3 separate regions of the Sus scrofa genome follow, and all the other regions are linked to region 1. A link is a contact called in public HiChIP or PLAC-seq and promoter capture Hi-C data. All regions are on one chromosome and are shown on one strand. The core of a region is the stretch at or near the end of the contact, and the rest is flanking DNA. Distances in the headings are between cores, read along the strand shown.

Region 1 (3,925 bases), core at 880-3,379:
GAGTGAATGGAGAGGAGAATAAGGCAATGTCCTCCCAAAAGAACTAATGGGGAAAACCAGCAGTGAGTGATCCTAGAGCATGTGGAGCCACATATCCAGGACTAAGAGACACTTAACCCATCCCAGACACTTACCGTGTTGCATTTTGTGCCACACACCACTTGCCTATGATTTAGCCACTGAGATGCAAACACTTTATTGAGGGTCCCAAGGTGAAACTCTCTTTCCTTCAGGAGACTGGGAAGTTGCTGTGCTGCATAACCATGCAACACTCGAGAGTAGTTGGTTTCATTCTGTAGCCTGACTTCTCGGTTCTTCAGGTAGTACACTAAGGATCTCTTCACTGGGGGGAGTCTTTTCCTTTTGTGCAGTGAATGATCCCAGCCAAACTGTGGAAAGCAAAATTAAAAATCAAGGCTTTTGCTACCTTTGTCAGATGGAGAGATCCTACTGTATTAAGGAACTCAACAAAAATTCTTTCTGCAGGATTTACATACAACAGAAACACAATACTAGGAGTTCCCATTGTGGTGCAGTGGTTAATGAATCCGACTAGGAACTATGAGGTTTCGGGTTCAATACCTGGCCTTGCTCAGTGGGTTAACGATCTGGCGTTGCTGTGGCTCTGGTGTAGGCTGGCTACAGCTCCGATTCGGCCCCTAGCCTGGGAACCTCCATATGCCACGGGAGCAGCCCAAGAAATGGCAAAAAAAAAAAAGACCAAAAAAAAAAAAATACAATACAAAACAAAAGACAGCAAAGTCAATCTAAAGTCCAGTTTAACTCTCCCAACATTGAAAAGATGCTGCTCATAGTCAAACCTACCTACAGGAAACAAGGGCTGAAAGACAAGGACATGAAAGCAGAAAAAAGGACAAAAGAAAACTAAGTCTTCTTAGAAGTGAAGGATTCAGGTATCTAAAAGTACCTGAGTACTTTTGATAGGGGAGGGAATAAAGGGCAGAGACAGACCTGGACTACATCTCTAATGGCCCCCTTCTCTGTCTCGGCCTGCACTCCCTGCAGAGCATAGAAGGTGCAGCCCAAGGAGCCTGACTAGGATCCCAGGTCTTTCAGGCAATGGCCACCTTCCTGTCACCAGGTCCATGCTCCAGACAGTTGAAAAATTTGAAAAATTAAACACCAAAGGGGTGGCAGGCATGGGAAATCTGAGTCTGAATACCACCACCAAGGTCTTCCCTGCCAAAGAGAGCTGGATAGGAGTGATACCTGAAAACTGCTGTCTCTCCTAGGCGTCCAAGTACCAAAAGACCCAGCTCAGGGCTTGAGGATCCTTAGGGAGGCTCATTCCTATATGAGATACGCAATCATCTCCGCTTCCCCCGGCCACTGGAAGGGGGGCTTAACTTTCCCTTCACGTATTTGTGGGAGGTTTTGTTCCCTTCCTTCGATTCCTTTTGATCCCCTTCCTTTAAACCCAGATTGCTTCTCCCCAAACCCCACTCCCGGCTGCAGGCCTCCCTGGAATATACCTCATTCTCATGTTCCCCTTTAGCTCCTCAGCCCTGCGGTCTTTCTGCTTTCCAGTGAACTCCTAAGGGCCCATCCCTGATTCTACAGACCGAGGTTCTGCTCTTCCCCTCCACCTCCAGCTCCCCCCCTCCAAACCCCCGACTATAGATCTTGGACCCCGTTAAGGTTTCCTCATCTGCGAACCCTATTCCCTAGGTGTCTCGGTCTAATCACCCGGCTCCCACTTCTCAGCCCTCACCTGTGGGCCCTGAGCGTCGCTCCCAGCTCCCGGCGAGGCGGGCGCTTTCCGCTTCCTGCTAACTGCTTTCCGGGCCATAGTGGGCAGCGCCGCGGCGGCCCCGCAGCCACATGGGGCGGGGGAAGCGTGGGGGAGCAAGAAGGCGGGTCATATACTGGGCCCCGGGGCCGCGCACCTTAGCGCGCTCGGCCCGGAAAATGACCCGGACCCCGGGCGGCAGTAGAAAATAAGGAAGGTAAGCAGAAGGGAAGGAGGGAAGGAGGACTGGGGCCGGGAAAGGGAAGGGAAAGGGGAAGGGGAGGCAGGAACCCGAAGCTTTACGACGACGGAGTCTGGAAAGGACGGCGAGCGGCTGGAACCAAAACACCCCTCCCCTTCGCCCGCGCTCCGTCACCCTCGCGCAGCCGCACTTGGCAGCACGTCGTCTAGGAGACGCGGTCGGGACTAGGGGGCGGGGTTTGGGGTTCGCAGTAGAGTTTGTGGCTGTTGCTTAACCCCACCCTCCCCGCCCCCCGCGCCGCGCTCCGGACATTTTTCAACCGCCGTCTGACGACCGCTGGAGATGTGCGACTTGCGGGTAAAGGAATTTAGGTTCTACCCGCCGACTTCACCGCCCTGCGCGCCCGCTTGCCCAGCGCAGGCACCTCGCTCGGAGAAGGAATCCCTCCTAACACGCCTTTACCCCGCAGTCGCTTCTGGTTATCTCCTTTTGAAGGCTGCACGTTTCCCCGAACTCTATTAAACCGAGCCCTGGCTCCAAGGATTGGACACTTCGGGAAGAGGCATAACTACCCTCTCCCGCCACACCCACTCTCGACCCCGCAAGGTGGAGTCCGGCTCGAAATCCACAGCAGTTTGTTCAGACTTTCACACTGTAGAGAACTTGTCCGGCCCTGCCCGGGTTCCCCCACCAACACCATCCCAGGGGCCTCTGGCTGCCCTCTCCCCAACTCCTGGGGTGCTCTTGGGCTTCATTTTCCACCCGGTCTTCTCCCTCCCTCGGCTGCCCCCCCCCCCCCCCCCCGTCGCTGTACTAACCGCAACAGCCTTCCAGTCACCTCTCCCTTAGCTGCTGCGTGGGACCTCACTGCCCTTTAGCGTCCCACTACCTCCTGGCCGCACTGTCTTTTGTGCTCTACGAAATAGGCCTCCCTCCGTGATTTATATTTCTTAGTCTCCCATGCAGTTCTAAGCTAAGGACTGGAACAGAGGTCTGTCTGCCACTCCCTGCTTCTCTCTTGGGGCCCAAGTTGCGTCTCCATCAGGGCAGATTGGGTGAAATTCTAAACCACCGAGAAGAGTGGCGTTTGACCTGTCAGTATAGTTAAAGCTGGCATTGGTCACCGGACAAGCGCTCTTCCTTCAGAATCACCCTTGCCTCCGTTTTCAGAAGATTGTGTAGGGATTTGAGTGCCAGCCCCCACTTTGCTCAGATAAAGAAATCCTTTGAGGAAGCAGGAAGCTCTTGCTTGGCTTGGGGCTGACTGGCCTCAGGCTTTAGTGCCCAGTTACCTGCTCATCCATCCCTTCAGGCTTCAGGCCTCATACCTGCAGGGAGCTCTGTTGGCCCATCTGAAGTTCTGCCTACAAGGAGATTTGGATTTGTTTTCCAAGCCGAACCAAAAACCAGATTGAGACAGTGTCTTCCGCCATCCCAAGTCAGCACTGCAGCTAATCCCTAATGCCACCTCGGGAAAGGCAGCCCCATCTTACTTAGTCAGGACTATCTCTTCAGAGACATACACCCAAGTGGGTCAGCAGTGGGTCAGCTTTCCTTTTTTGAGCCAGTTGTTCCAGTTCTGTCTTGCCTCACAATGCTCTGGATGACCCAGGAGCCCATTGGCCAAGAGTCTGGAATTCCTTTGAGAATCTCTAAGCTAATGCTTGGCTGCATTTGAATCTTGGTCTCTGTTCATGTCAGAGGTCTTAGGCTTATCCTCAAGCTTGGTGCACTTCATTTTGACATCCCAGGAACTATCCCTGAATGCAGAGCTCACCATTTCTGTGGGAACAAAATAGAATGAAGATTTATTTGGAAGTTTAAAAGTTTATAATTGCTTTTAAAAGACTGATAATACCAAGAATTGGTGAGAAAGTAGAATGATTAGAACTCTCGAGTGGGTGTGTAAATTGGCACAAACAATTTGGAAAAAATCTGTGGCAGTACCTACCAAAGCTAAATACATGTACCCT
Region 2 (3,669 bases), core at 1,072-3,571, 82 kb before region 1:
CGAGTCACTCTGGCTAATACCAAGAGACACTCCTGGTGAGCACTGCACAGGCTACACCAGTTACCAGGAAAGGGAAGCAGAGGTGTTATTGTTGTTCCAGCCTGGTTCTAAAGGCAGCTCCATGTGACTAGTGCAGGCCCAGCCCACATTTAAAGAGAGAGGCAGAGTAAACCAGAGCAGCATGAAACAGGCAGGAGGGGCAATTACCACAACCCTTTCCCATGGCCTCATTCCCATGCCACCACTTCCAGTCATATTTCAATGATAACAAAAACCTCCTTTCTCTGAATCATATTCTGAATTATTGAAGGTCAGAAGCAATAAGGAAGCAAACGGACAAAAATCAGAGCTGTGGGAAACAAGTGGGCCAGGGTGCGGGGCCGGGGACATTGGGGTGGGGGGTGACTACTCAACATATATGTGAACTAGCCTTAAGGACGAAAAATCAGGAAGAACACACTGGAAGCAAGCCCAAGAGTAGTGTGGCGGAAACTAATCACGTCTGCCCTATGGTAAGACAAGGCTTCAGAGCAATGGGAGGATAGCCCTAACTTAGGGGCTCTACAGGCAGGTTAGAGATTCGGGTGCACTGGAAGACCATAACATCTCCAGAGAGTGGAATTTATCCCTTCCTGAGACAGACACCACCCCAAGAGAGTCACCCAATCCCCTCTGTAGGAGAGCTTAAGTATTAATATTCACCTTCCTTCCACTTCCATTAGACAAACTGACACTAAAAATTAAGAATGCACAATTTCTGGTGAAAAGCGAGGATTAGACTACTCACATATCCCTTGGTCTTAAAAGTACTATCATAATCGAAGCGAAAATATAAAATTACATTCACCCAAAAAATGAATTGTATGCCCTTTATCAGATAAAAGATGATCTCTGGACACCTTATGGAGACCTTCAAAACTCTCAATTATTCAGACGCACAAGAGCTGAAGAAAGTAAGCCTAAATACTAGTAGAGACATCTTGGATACAAGTAGAAACAATATCCAACAGAGGTGGAAGTAAACTACCGGATTATGTCAAACAGGAAATAACAGGAATGATGATGGAATCACGCAATCAACTCCCAGAGAGAACAAGGATGAGACCAGAGTGGTGAGAACAGTGGTGGCACGTGAGGTGCGAGGACAACTAATTAGACTGAAAACCCTGGGGGAAAAGTGGAAAGCCAAGTGAAAAGTGATTCAGCGGCAAAGAAAACTGAGATGCAATGCACCAATGGAAGAGTAACATTTTGAATAGTATTCTAAGAGTGCTTTAGTTTACAAAGCTCTTGCAAACCTACACTAAAGAACAACTGTGACACGGCCAGACTACAGGAACTGGGAACGTGGAGGAAAACTGAGTCCTAAGTGTCTGACACCAAAACCTTCCCGAATGAAGAGGAGAAGTGGAACTGCACTAGCCTCTGGGTAGCCGGGAAAGGCGAGAGAGCGCAGAAGTAAGGCTCTGAAATATCTAGTCCCAGGTCTAGCGACAGGCATGAAAACGGAAAAGTGGTCGGTCGGCGACAGCGTGGCGCGGGAGCTCCAGCGGACAGGCAAGGGAGGGACAACGGTGGGAGAGAAAACCACACCCTCCAGGGCAGAAACCCGACCGGGGGGAGGGGAAGGCGCCCCCTGGGGCTGGGTGGGGCCGGGACGACAAGCGTTGGGGTAGGCAGGAAGGAGCCCCGGACAACCCGCGGGAGAGAGGAAGGACTGCACCAGGCCTGGGCAAACTGAGGACGCGTGAAACCAGCGAGGGAAGCTCGGCCCGCTTTCACGGGTGGGCGCTGGGGCACTATGAAGAAGGTTGGAGAAAAGAAGAACAGAAGCCAGGACTACCGGGCGCAAGCTGCAGAGCTCAGGGACCTGGACCGGGGAAGGTGAGAGAAGGTGCCAATTACCGCTGCTGCTCTCGCTGGACTCGGGACCCGCTGCTGCTGCTGCCGCTGCCGCTGCCGCTTGCCGCTGCCGCTGCCGCCGCCGCCGCCGCCGCTCGTTACCTGCCAATGTGCCTCTTACAAAGCGGCGGCGGCGGCAGAGGCTGCTCGGCCCGTCACGTGACCTCTACGTCATGGGCGAAGGAGGAGCCACTACAAGTCGCTCGCCCGCGGCTCGTCATCAACCCGCCCACAGAGCGCGTCGCTCTCACTAACCAACCCCCCGTCATGCCCTCCAGACTGGGCCAGCATGGTTGAGGCAGGGGGAGGCACGCAGATGGAGCCAACAAGGGCGAGTTTACGCAGTTTCTCGTACTCGGAGTTGTTAGGGACGTGCTAGCTCCCGCCTCCAGGAAGCCCACAAGTGCAGCTCGTTGTCGCGCTGTGATGACCTCACAAGGCACCACAGGTCGCTGCCTTGCGGCCGCCTTCCTCTCATCACGTGAAGTGGTCCAACCACTCAAGAAGACCCTAGCCTGCCAAGCGTTGCGCCAGGGCACTACGATTCTCAACTTGCTGCACAGCAAAGCCATCTACCACCACATCCTTTCCCTCGTGGCTTCATGGATGGTGCGGCTGTGACTTCGGACCGAGGGAAGGCCGAGACGGAAAGCGGACAGGGCAGGCATCTGAGACTAATGCTAGTGAGCGGCCCCTGCTAGGCAGCTGAGCATGATTCCTGCTGGGAGATGTAGTCGCCGTGGGAGGTGGGGTTCGGCTACCACCTTCCCGAGCCGGCGCTCTGCCCCGCCCCCCTGCGCGGGAAAACACCAACGGCTCGCGGAGATATCCGTTGCACCCAGCTGGCTTCCCAGGGAACCTCCACCGGAGTGGGAAGGCCCCGAGGCTTACGTCCTACGAAACGTGGGCTCAAATTATGCAGTCCCAAGCCCCTTATGCGTGAAAAGACTAACATTTCTAGAAAGCCTACTCGTCAGCCGTTTATACAACCAGTTTTATTAAGTCGTAAAGTCAACCCTTTGAGGCTGGGATTGTCCCGGTTTTAAGCAAAGAGAAAGGATCAGGGAGGTTCAGTTGTTAACTGGCTGAGGAGACCCAAACCAGATTATCTGTCTCCTAATAATGAATAACCTGCCTCTCAAAATGACCTCACCTGTTAAGCATAAAGAAGGAGCTAATGGTTTATAATTGTAGCAGAGTATTTTAGAGTATGTTCTCAATTACTGGACGGTTGACCCTCAAAGGCAGTATCTAAGGACTTTGGAATCCAGCAGGCCTTACCTCGATTTGAGCTTTCCTTTGTGATAACACCGCTTCACCAGGTTGTGAAATAAGATTATGTAAAATACCAGATTGGCACAGAATAAACCCTCAATAAATATTAGCGATTATTTTCACACCCTGCATGTATCCTTGGGCACCATAGGTCCAAGATGAAAAGGGAATTAGCACATACTGATCTTTGTATGGGGCACTCTACGAGTTACTAACTTGCCAGGTACTAATAGACTTGTAGGTTAAAGTACTTGATGCAAAACACTTGAATCCTTAATAGCCTGCTCAGTTCAAGGGAAAACTTTGTTTTTCATCTGAATTGATCAAGAATGCTCAGGCTGTGCCTTTAACAAATAGAACTTATTATCATGACCATTCATGTGTAGATGTATCTTATCTCTCTTTTTACAGTGAGCTAGCGTTGTATATAGTCAGTTTAGTCTTCCTTCTTTTTGTATTTCTGCTGTATAGAAATGTGTGGGAGAGGAGTTC
Region 3 (3,692 bases), core at 646-3,145, 120 kb after region 1:
CACCTTCTGGAGGTTGATTGGCACCCACCTGTCACCCCGGCTTCCTCCATGGCCCTCCTCTGCTTGCTTGGGGACCTCAGAGGGGTTCATGAGGCTCTGGCGAAGGATGCAGGCTCCCCCAGCAGTCCCCTTACACACACATTGCTCCACTCAGCTATTTTCTGTGGCTGGAACTCTTTCTTGAGTCTACTCTCTTTTTTCCCTTAGATGATGGAGTTTCTTCAGTTAATGAGCAAATTTAAGGAAATGGGCTTTGAACTGAAAGACATTAAGGAAGTTCTGCTCCTACACAACAATGACCAGGACAATGCTTTGGAAGACCTCATGGCTCGGGCGGGAGCCAGCTGAGATAGGCCTTGCCTAGGCCCTGCCACGGAACCACCCCTGCCAGAGGCCCTGAGCAGCCCATCTGTGGGGAAGGAGAAGGGGTACACTTCTGGATTTTCTTTTGGGGGTGGAAGGTCAGGTGTGGAGACGGTGCTCGCCAGGTCTCTATGAGCCGAGGCCCTGAGCTGGGGAGAAAGTGGGAAAGATTTGGGCAGGCTCATGTGCCCAGAACTGTCCTGGCTCCTTCCATATTAAATGTATTTGTATTTTGAGAAGTGTCCTTCCCACCTTGGCCCTCCAGAGAGACTTCTCTGGTCTTTCTGGGGTCTGTTTGGCCTCAACCGGAACCCACCCCAGCTGCCAGAAGGAGCTGGGGAGAAGGGGTGGGAGGGCCAGACTCAGTGCTGCTTTGGGGCTAGATGTTTTCCTCCTCTGCAAGGGTGGACTGACCTCTAATCCAGGTTGAGTGCAATTGAGAGGTTCTTCCAGGGTTTTGTTTTTTTCCCCCTTCATGTCACTTAGTGTTACACTGGTTCTGCAATGTCTCTGAGGTGCAAAGAATGCCCTTTCCCTTGGGGCCCTAGTTTGCCTTTTCTGCTAGGCAATTGCATTACTTTCCTGCCCCAGCCTGTTTCTTTTGGTCTGGTTGAGACCACAGTCGTTTGCTACCCAGGATTTTAGAGCCCCCTTGTTCTAGGAACAGTTGTCATTTTAAGAAATCATTGGCCCCTTCCCAGTGCATCAAGTGGGGAAGAAAAAAACAGGCGGTGATTTGGTCACTCAGCACTAACTCCACCTCAGTTCTCCCTGGAGAACAGCCTCTCCCTCCAGCCCTTTGCTCTAGGATGACACAGTAACACCTAGTCATAGAAATCCGTCTCTTTGTTTTGTATTATGTTGTACATCATTAAAGATCTAAATACAGAGGATATACAGTCTTGATGAATCTAATGTAATTTGCTAACTATTTTCATTCTTCAGAGAGAACTACTAATAAAAATCTAAAAGGTATGTCCTGCTGTGATCATTTCTTTATTGCCAAGGGCTCTTTCACGGAGGGGTGGAGGTGAGTGGTTGATGAAGGATTTCCTGCTGAGATTTGCTGGGATTGGAATGGGACCTAACCATTTTCTGTTGTTTCAGTACTTTCTTCAAATTCTGGGAAGGAGCTGTGCCCTGGTTTTTGGTTTGCAAAGGCAGGCCAAGACGGGGAGGTCTCTTTAAACCTGCCCAAGTTTGGTCTCTGGGCCTTCCTGCAAGACTTACTGTGGAGATGAGACAGGCTGGCCTTCAGGGGAATCACCCGGAAATGAGGAACAAGCCCCTTGTCGGGTGAGCACCATCAGGTATATTATGTGTTCCACAGGCAGGATGGATTCAAAACTGCTTCCCCAGCTCTCAGTGGTGCTAGTATATCGATGGCCCTAGATTTATCCCTGAAGTTTCTTGTCCTTATACTTCATACTGTCTTCTAGTCCCCTTCCATGCTCTTGGTTCAGGTGGGTTCTCTAATTTTTTCAGTGATTGAGGAATGGGTGCTGAACCTTAAGGCTGGAAAGCACCAAGCTGGAGAGAGGCTGCCCTCTGGTGGTCAGATAAGGCATGGCCATTGCCTCAGAAAACTAGCCCCTCTTCTGGCCTTTAAAATTAATTTAAAATTACTTAAAATCCTTCCTTTAAGACCTATAAAAGTTACCCTTTACCTTTTAGTTTCATATAGGAAATTAGTTTCATATAAAGTGGGCATCAGGGCCAAGTCTTTGGCATGTGAATCTCAATATCATATGGTGGCCTTGCTAAGTGATGGGCCACCTGGAAGCCACTTGGTATTTCTTGTCTTAAGCTTCTTTCTGCTAAAAAGATAAACAGCAAGCAGAACTCACATGAAGGGTGTGACTCTGACTACTTCAGAGTCTCAGACTATTGACCTCAGCCCTCAATGCCAAGACACTGAACACAGGCCACTAAGAGGTGGGTAGATGGCCAAGGATATCTTGGATGAAGGTGAAGCTAGAGAGAAACTTGCCTTAGATTCTGCAGCTATTCAGCTATTCCGTGAGGGAGCGTGGTGGGTGGGGACTCAAAGGCAGGAGCCAGGAACATAATGGCTTTTAACAGGTGCATGGTCCCAGGAAAAGGCAGAGATGGGAAAAGAGTAAAGCACCCTCTTCTGGATTGTAGGAGGGAGAGGAACTGGAAGCAGAAAGTCTGTTCCATATCTGCTGCTGTTAAAGACACAGCAAGTCAAAGTTTATTCAGTCTGCATTTTCAAAAGCTAAAGTCCAAAATCAACCTCCAAGGGCTGAAGGGGCAGAACTCACGTGGCCCCTGCCCCACTAGCACCATTGTTTTAGTTTTTGATCGAGTCCTAGAGAAAGGCACTGAATCCAGATGATAAAATCTCTAGGCTCAGCCTGTGACCTCCAACCTCTAGGTTACCAGACCATCCCCATCCTCTGATCCCCAAATTTAGAAACATCTACAGAAAAAGGTTCAGTGAGGCAAATACTCCTCTAGCTCCAAAGAAAAGGGAAGGGTACATTAAGTTTTTTGGGCTGATCTGTCCTTCCTTATAGATGCTCCTGTGCTTAGAACTGAGGGGCATATACCTGGCCCCAAGAAAGGAGCTGGGCCCAGCCAAGGCTGTGTGTGGCTTGGGAGAGGCCAGAATGGGCAGGACTAGGTAGTGGGTTCTAGTATATCTGCAGGGGGACCTGGCAGAGGCCCTCAGCCCTCAGGAGCCTAGCCACCCCATACTGGGTTTTGCTTTAAGATACCGCTGTCCTCTCAGGGGCTGTGGCAGGCCTGTGGCAGGCCAGGTATAGCTGCAACTGGCTCCTCAGACTCTGGATGCACTTGGACTTCAAAGCCATGATTTCATCCAACTGGGTCACAAAATCTTCAAAATCCTAGGGAAGGAAACAAAGGACACATGGAACTCTTGCTGTTGCTGGCCCTCTGGCAGATCTCCTTTTCTAGTCCCTTTTCTTGCAGGAAGAGCTCAGGCCCTTCCTCCAGCTGGAAAACTGGCAAGACAGTCACTATGGCACAGGGTGGGATCCACTTCGCTGCATTAAGACACTTTTCTATGTAGAGAGATATTTTGTAGGGCAGCAGGGTGGTTTCATAGAAGTATCCCTGGTCTGCATCAGGCATGTCACTGTTATCATCACAAGGAGGGGCCCCCACAAGCCAGAGGCAAAGGACAGAGGCTGGAAACATTTTAGCCCCACCATGGGGAGTGCAGCACCATCTGGTGCCTGGCCTTGCACAGTCTCAGGAGTGACTTGAGCAGCCCAGGGCCTCAGCAAGGTTAGTGTGTGACTGCAGACCCTTTCTGGACGCACAGCTGCAGCACAAGACCC

What was found. Promoter capture Hi-C pulls out the DNA fragments that hold promoters and counts their contacts. HiChIP or PLAC-seq counts read pairs in DNA pulled down with a chosen protein or histone mark.
Region 2: a contact with region 1 is called in a promoter capture Hi-C map of fetal liver, with 2.0 times the contacts expected there. The contact joins the promoter of UBAP2 here to the promoter of DCAF12 in region 1. A contact is called at or near these places in 2 of 5 promoter capture datasets (fetal liver and liver), 2 of 47 Hi-C or Micro-C datasets (brain and heart right ventricle) and 2 of 2 datasets of contacts at active chromatin or transcription factors (alveolar macrophages and skeletal muscle).
Region 3: a contact with region 1 is called in an H3K27ac HiChIP or PLAC-seq map of alveolar macrophages. The contact joins the enhancer-like site here to the promoter of DCAF12 in region 1. A contact is called at or near these places in 3 of 5 promoter capture datasets (fetal liver and liver), 7 of 47 Hi-C or Micro-C datasets (embryonic fibroblasts, fetal skeletal muscle, fibroblasts and 2 more) and 2 of 2 datasets of contacts at active chromatin or transcription factors (alveolar macrophages and skeletal muscle).

The regions. Positions count from the first base shown.
Region 1 is chr10:32,672,186-32,676,110 of Sscrofa11.1, reverse strand. It overlaps DCAF12 (DDB1- and CUL4-associated factor 12), which reads right to left and starts at 2,129. Exons shown (of 9, transcript XM_021064687.1): 1 at 1,733-2,129; 2 at 135-389. The coding sequence starts at 1,810.
Region 2 is chr10:32,754,359-32,758,027 of Sscrofa11.1, reverse strand. UBAP2 (ubiquitin-associated protein 2) reads right to left here and starts at 2,321. Exons shown (of 28, transcript XM_021064693.1): 1 at 1,906-2,321.
Region 3 is chr10:32,549,889-32,553,580 of Sscrofa11.1, reverse strand. It overlaps KIF24 (kinesin-like protein KIF24), which reads right to left. Exons shown (of 14, transcript XM_013980172.2): 14 at 818-3,236. The coding sequence ends at 3,096. UBAP1 (ubiquitin associated protein 1) reads left to right here. Exons shown (of 8, transcript NM_001267841.1): 8 at 208-1,338. The coding sequence ends at 348. Among named protein-coding and RNA genes, the nearest start is that of UBAP1, 74 kb to the left of the region's middle. Within about 2 kb of position 1,895, at least 4 of the 83 cell types and tissues checked have an H3K27ac peak or open chromatin away from gene starts, as enhancers often do. A contact at or near this core is called in alveolar macrophages, where this site is marked.